2 separate regions of the Oryctolagus cuniculus genome follow, and region 1 is linked to region 2. A link is a contact called in public Micro-C data. All regions are on one chromosome and are shown on one strand. The core of a region is the stretch at or near the end of the contact, and the rest is flanking DNA. Distances in the headings are between cores, read along the strand shown.

Region 1 (3,585 bases), core at 745-3,244, 130 kb after region 2:
CACAAAGAGGCATTTTAGAAATAGGGACACAGGGCCGGCGCTGTGGCTCAACAGGCTAATCCTCCGCCTAGCGGCGCCGGCACACCGGGTTCTAGTCCCGGTCGGGGCGCCGGATTCTGTCCCAGTTGCCCCTCTTCCAGGCCAGCTCTCTGCTGTGGCCCGGGAGTGCAGTGGAGGATGGCCCAGGTGCTTGGGCCCTGCACCCCATGGGAGACCAGGAGAAGCACCTGGCTCCTGCCATCGGATCAGCGCGGTGCGCCGGCCGTAGCGCACTGGCCGCGGCGGCCATTGGAGGGTGAACCAACCACAAAAGGAAGACCTTTCTGTCTCTCTTAAAAAAGAAAAGAAATAGGGACACGCGGACATGCGCTGGGCGTGAGATGGCACTGAGCGTCACGGGGGGGGGTGCCTGAGTGCAGTTATGTAACAGAGTCAGTCCTTGTCTGTTACAGATAAGAACTCAACTGTTTACTGGAAAATACACCACAGCTGGGATTTGTTAAATTAAAAAAAAAAAAAAAGGAGAGGAGCAGAGGGGAGCGACACCGGGCCAATCGCTGACCACCACTTCAGCTGCAGGACGGGTTAACGGAAGTCTCTCATAAACACCACTCGCTCCCCCGAAAACAACCCCCCAGAAGAATGTCCCCAGGCCCTGGCAAGGGTGTAAGTGGGGAGAGGCCCGGAGCGCCGTCGCATCGCCAGTGACAGTCGCTATTGCTTCCAGATGACTTTCGCCAGGAAACTCAAGCCAGAGGTTGCCAAACTGGAAAATTTCGTTTTTTTCCAGAGACACCGGGATCCCACATGTTTACATGGAACTGGTTGTTTACTAATTCGCGTTTTCAAAGGAAGTTCAGGCCAAAGGAAGCATGCTCTGGTGGGGTCTGGCCTGAGGCTGGCGGGTCGAGGGAAGAAACAAGGGGTCTGCGTCCCAGCCCGACCTGGCCTGTGGGCGCGTCACTTCCCTCTCCAGCCTCCGGGGTTCCGGGGATCCAGTGCGGTCCTGCTCAGCACACAGAAGCCACCCAGGGGGGACACTTAAGGACCTCTCAGGGCCTCCCGCCTTCAGCCCCGTGCACGCTGGCAAAGCCGCGCCTGCTCCCAGACCCAACCCTGCCTACAGGGCAACTTCCGGTCGGCGACTCGCAGGTCCCCGTGGCCAGTGCCGGCCCCACGCCTCACTCTCCCCCACCTCCCCAGACTCTGGGCTCTGCTCTTCCTGGGCGCACCCAGCTCAGGGTCAGGCCCCGGGGCACCCTGGCCCCCTCCCTCCAGCACCTCGGCCTCACCTGGGCCACCCCTCCCCCGGGGCCCAGAAGCAGCCCTAGCTCTTCTTGCCTGGGTGCAGGAGGGCCCCACGAGGGACTTCTAGAACGTGACAGAACATCGGAGGCAGGTGCTGTCACAGGAGCCTACAGAGGCGGCAGGACCCCGGGGAACCCCAGGGGCTCATGCGGGGTCCCCACGAACTCCCTTTGCTGTATCAGGCCCAGTAGGTCTTCCTCAGCTTGCAGGGGGAGGCACAGGGCGAGGCCGGCTCCACCAGGCCCTGACCCCGATGCGCCCACAGCCCCCCACAGGCGGCCCGGGCCCGGGGCATGCGGGAGCCCTCCGACTCATGGCCCCCCGCCCGGGTCTGGGGTGATGCACAGCGCTGCGGGGCGCACAGGAAGTTCCGGAGTACTCTGCGGCCCTGAGGGTCTGCGGGGAGCCCGCGGAGCCCCCAGGGAGCCCCGGACGTCCTGGGCAGCCGTGGAAGTCTACGGGGCTCTGAGGGTTACGGGAGCCCCAAGGGCACTCCGCCATCGGGGGATCTGAGGCCACGCCGCGGCGTCGCGGGCGGTTCTGAGGAGCCGGGGGAGACGCCGCCGCGGGAAGTCCAGGATCAGGGACCCTGGGCGCGGGCTGAACTGCGGCGGAGACGTCCACCTGCGCTCCGCGCACGCGCCCGCCAGCTCCCGCCCGGCGCCACCCCGCCCCGAGGGAGCCCCGAGGGGCGGAGCCGCAGCGCTGCCGCGGTGGCTGACGGGACGGCGCGCGCCGAACGCAGCCTCGCGACCCCGGGGAAGGAGGGGGCCGCGCGGGCCCGCCAGGCCCTCACCAGTGCGCATGCGTGGCTCTCCGGCGCAGGTCCGTACTCCATGGTGGTGAAGATGTCGCAGGCGCGGGGTCCTACGCGCGTCGCGGCCATCGCCCGCCCGGACCGCTTGGCACGGAGGGCCGCGGGGCACTCCGCCCCCGAGAACCTCGAGGTCGGAAGGGCAGCACCGCCCTCTCCAGCCCTTAGGGGCGGAACCGACGAGAACGGAGCGAGGCTACGGGAAATAGGGCGCAGGCTCCGCCCCCGTCCCCGCCTTAGGCCCGGGTGACCCCGCCTACCACCGGCGCTGGGAAAGGGGTTGGAGCATGCGTACTCCGTAAAGCGGGGCGCAGGTGAGGGCGGGAAATGCCAGCGGCTGGAGGACAGATAGGGGGCTTCGGATATACAAGGGTGGCCGCGGCCGTGCAGCCTTGTTTGTATAGGACATAAATGCAGCTTTTAGTCCGAAGTACATCTACTTGGGACGAAGCCTCAGTTCAAAGATCAGAGGGAGTCTCTCAGGATTGCCGTTGAGATTAAGGTTCAAAGGTGTGGCGGCCCTGAGTGGAGTGTGGCTGTATCGATACAGGAAGTGTGGCCTTTGGCTCGCGCTCGCGCGCTCTCTCAGGGTTAGTTTGGATTGGTTGAGGGAGAGGCGTGTCTTCAGGCTTCGAGCGGGATTGGTGGTTGGGGCGAGGGGCGGGCGTTGGGAGCCGGAAGTGCTGACTGCGCGGCTGCCATGGTGACAGGGCGGAAGCGCGGCTTTCAGGTGCACATCCGGCATGCGGGACCGAGAGTGCGCCTACTCGCAAGATGTGGGCTAGACGACAGCCGGGGGATGGCAGTCTCGGGCTGGATCCTTAGGTTTTCGCCACGCTGTGGGGAGTTCGGATCCCGGGGAGGGTGCCTCTCGTCGAGGGTGCAGAGGTCTCTTCCCCAGGGTCATGGCGGATTCGAGGCTTCTCGCGCCGGAGCTGAGCGAGGCGGAGACGATGGGTGCCGAGACGGCGCGGTTTGAGGAGCTGCTGCTGCAGGTGCGGGCTCTTGGCTCCCTGGGGATTTGAGGATCCTTTTTTCTTTTTTTTTTTTTGGTGCTCCCAGATGGGACTACAGATCCCAGAATGCACGAGGGCGCAAACAGGGCTCACGGGAGTTGTAGTTCCTCGGCTCAAAGTTTGCTGGGCTGGGGAAAAAGTGGGGTTGGGGAGGGTCTTTGGGACCCCCCCTAGAAGACCCCACGTCTGGAGGTTGTTTTCTGTCACAGGCCTCTAAGGAGCTGCAGCAAGCCCAGACAGCAAGGCCAGAATCTACGCAGATCCAGCCACAGCCCGGTGAGAAAGACGGGGACCTAGAGAGAGGACCAGAGGGAGAGCAGGCCCAGAGGGAGGAGGGCGCAGGGGGACAGTGACTCAAAGGGAGAGGGCGAGGGAGGGATGTGGAGGGAGCGGGCGGAGGCGCAGCCCCAGGGAGGACTGAGCCAGACAGAGGCCGGTGCAGAGACG
Region 2 (3,355 bases), core at 143-2,642:
GAGGGGTGACAGTCCGCCACACCACACCTCTTCAGAGGGGCCAAGTCACAGGCCACGGCCCACCTGGCTCCAGGCCCTCTCCCCAAATTCTCCCAAGCCAGCGGTATCGAATACCACCCATGCGTGCCCCGTCCCGGGAGGGCTTGCAACCACCCAAACTGGAACCTTCACCCCATGGCTGCACAGGGCCGAAATCTCGCTGCAAACCAGGACCCTCCGTCAGGCCGGGCAAGGTCATCTCCCACGCTCGCACACGCGGGAACCCAGCGGGCACAGCTCACAGCCCGCGCGCGGTGCATTTCTCATCCCATCGCCTTCCCGGCCAACACTCTCCCTCCGCCCACCCTGGAGGGCTCCAACGGGGAGGTGGGCTTGCGGACACGCCCATGAAGAAGGTCCCTCCCACACGCCGAGAACTGGCCACCAGGGGGTGCGCGGCGCCCTATCGGGGAGATCTCCATCTAGGTGCCCCCCCACCGCACAGGGAGGTCACAGGGGCATGACCCATCCCCCAGCTCCCGAAGCCCCGGCCCGGGGAGAGCCCGGGGGCAGAGGAGGAGCTGGGGGGGCGCTGCAATTCTCCATCTCTCTCCCACGCCGCGCGGAGGTCCCTGGCCCCGTGTGCAGGGGGGACCAGCGCCGCCCCCCAAGACTCCTTCCGAGGGGCCGGTCAGCAGGCACACCCCACCCCAGCGCGTGCAACCCGGTCCCCGGGGAGCAGCCCTGGAGGGGCTCTGCGAGGGGGTCGGAGGCTCCCACCGGACCCCCTCCTCCGGGCGGGGGCGGGGCCTTTGTCCCGCACGTGGAGTCCGCCGGGCCACCGGGATCGGCACACCCCCTCCCCACCCACCGCGCCGCAGCCACGTGGGGGCCCGGCCGGAAGCGCCCCCGGCCCTCCTCCACGTGGGAGGGGGGATGAGCCCCTCGGCTCAGCCGGGTATCGAAGGCCCCAGAAAGCGAGGGAACCCCCCAACTCCAGCGATATCCTCAGATCCGGAGCATTCGCCGCTCCCTCCGCGCGGCCAGGGGCCCTTTTAGCCCCACTTCGGCGACTCAGAGCCCCCTCCCCACCGCGGGAGCGTAAAACGCCGACGCCAGGCCGCCCCCATCCCCGGCGGCGCTCCGGGCTCTCACCTCCATGATGCAGTTCGCGGCCTCGGCTGCCGCCATCTTCACCCGCACCTACTCCTCCTCCTCCTCCGGCAGCCGAGACCCCCCCCTTTCTCCTCACTCCCCCGGGACCGCCTTATACCGGAGGGTCGACGACACGCCTACCGCTACCGCGCTAGGAGATTTCATTGGCAACGGCGGCGGCCCGTCTGAAAATACCGTGTAGCAATTGGGTGCCGAAGACGCCCGTCAAAGGCCAGGGCCCTCCCAGTCTGGCGGTCACAGCCCCGCCCCCTTAAGTCGACTGGGATGGGAGAAGCTGCCTGTCCATCTCAAGAACCCCGTCTACTGATTGGACAAAGTTAACCAGGAGTGTCCGCCCAGCACCTCCTCAAAACTTCCCGGCGGTCCTCGCGCTAAGCGGACGTCTTGAAGCAGAGCTGTCCATCAACGAATTGACCCGCCACCTGATCGCTGCTATTGGCTAAGCCGGAAGGTGACGTCACCAGGCCTCTGGCTAGCTCTGGCCGAGCACGGCCCTCAAGGAGAACACGGCAATTGGCCCACGGGGAGCGAGCCAGGCCGGCCTTTCGGCACCAGCGATTGGCTCAGAGGAACTGCCGCTCATCGTCCGTCCGGTGGGTCCTGGCAGCTCGAGGGGAGTCCTGCAGGAGCCGGGGAGCCTGTGCCCGTTCACCCGGGGACAGGAACGGACGCAGCGCGAGGCCCCGAGGCAGGGAGGGCTTGATGGGAGCCAGGCGTGGACGCCTGTCACCCGCGCCCCGTCCTTAACGGCGCCAAGTCTGGGACCCAGCAGCCCCCTCTGGGCCGCCGGGCCTTCGCCACGTCCCGCCTCCTGCCAGGAACGCCCTCCTCCCTTTGTCTGGCCGGCACCCAGCGGTCAGTGCGGGCGTCCGGCCGCTGCCGCCTCCGGGAAGCCCTCCCGGATCTACACGCAGGCACGCAGTGGAGGCTAATGCCGGGCGCTGAGTGCGTGCACCCCGCCGCAGTCCTCGGGCCGGCGCCTTTCCACGCCCCGGCGGGCTTCCCGCCCGGTCCACTCGAGCACAGGGAGGTTCCCTGGATGACCTATCAGCTCGCCTCCCGCTCTCCAGGGCTCCCCGCGTCCGAGCACCGGGCCCCCGCCCCTGCCTCCCACCCGCTCCCTAGCACCCCCGAGGGCAGAGGCGGAGAGCGCGAGCGAGCACACTCCCACTGCCTGGGTCTCCGCCCCAGATGTCCCACAAAGGCCAGGCCCAGAAGCTGGGCGCCTGGAGCTCCGTCCCGGCCTCCCACGTGGGTGGGGGGCCCAGCTGCTGCGGTTTAGTAGGGACCTGGAGCTGGAGCCAGGCATAGAGGGCGGGATGTAGGGGCCTCGTCGGTTAGGCTGAAAGCCCGCCCCTCAGATTTAAATGAATGTAGCCCCTCCCCCAGCACGCCATTGCTTAGAGGGAGAATCGCTCGGGGAGGGGGGGGGCAAGGCGGTGTTTCCATCTCAGAAAGTAGAATGGAAACATTTGGGGTTCTGCTAAGCCAGTTTTATTCGAGGTGCAGGTCACGGACATTACACGCACCCAGTTTAGTTTGGTGAAACCGCTTACGTAGGTGGCAGGTGGGTGCGGAGGGCTGCGCTGGGCCAGGCCAGACCCCACCCGGGTCTCCCAGGCCATCCTGCAGGGAGCTTGACATGGGGAGGCGGCCCCACCCGCTACGCCACAGCGCCAGCCCCTGTGGCAGGCCTGTTTGGGCCTGGCGGGCCCAGACGAGCCTGGAGAAGTCCACGTGGGTCTCCCAGGGGGTGGCAGGGACCTGGGTGTCCGGGTCACTGCCCCAGCATGCATGCAGAGCTGGATAAAGTAGAGGAGCTGGGACTTGAGCTGGCACTCCGGAAAGTTCTGGCAGGAGGCACCCCTTGTGCACCCCGCCACCATCAGCGGGCACTTTGCACGCGCCCGCCCCTGGGAGCCAGCACCTGGGTTTTCCCGAGGGCGCCGCACAGCCTTCCAGGCCGGAAGTCGAGCTCACCCCCGGAAGAAACAAAGTTGAAAACGCAGGACACAAAGTAGCGGCTGCAGGCCCGACACAAAGTGCCCGCTTGCGGCCCCCAGGCCCCGCCCTCCCCGGGAACCCAGCTCTGCTCTGGGAAATCGGCTTGGCCACCAGGGAGCTCCAGACCGCACTGTGCCGGAAGCCCAGGCTTTGACACATTCTGGGGCGGGCGCTGGCCCGAAAATAGCCGGAAAGC

What was found. Hi-C and Micro-C count contacts between places; a contact is called where the count stands out from the background.
Region 1: a Micro-C map of ear pinna shows a contact between it and region 2, with 3 times the contacts expected there. The contact joins the promoter of PIH1D1 here to the promoter of PRMT1 in region 2. A contact is called at or near these places in 2 of 6 Hi-C or Micro-C datasets (ear pinna and an unstated tissue).

The regions. Positions count from the first base shown.
Region 1 is chr18:7,963,693-7,967,277 of mOryCun1.1, forward strand. PIH1D1 (PIH1 domain containing 1) reads left to right here and starts at 1,995. Exons shown (of 10, transcript XM_051840691.2): 1 at 1,995-2,133; 2 at 3,024-3,117; 3 at 3,348-3,414. The coding sequence starts at 3,028. It overlaps ALDH16A1 (aldehyde dehydrogenase 16 family member A1), which reads right to left and starts at 2,244. Exons shown (of 18, transcript XM_051840674.2): 1 at 2,105-2,244.
Region 2 is chr18:7,831,002-7,834,356 of mOryCun1.1, forward strand. PRMT1 (protein arginine methyltransferase 1) reads right to left here and starts at 1,393. Exons shown (of 10, transcript XM_070063068.1): 1 at 1,135-1,393. The coding sequence starts at 1,170.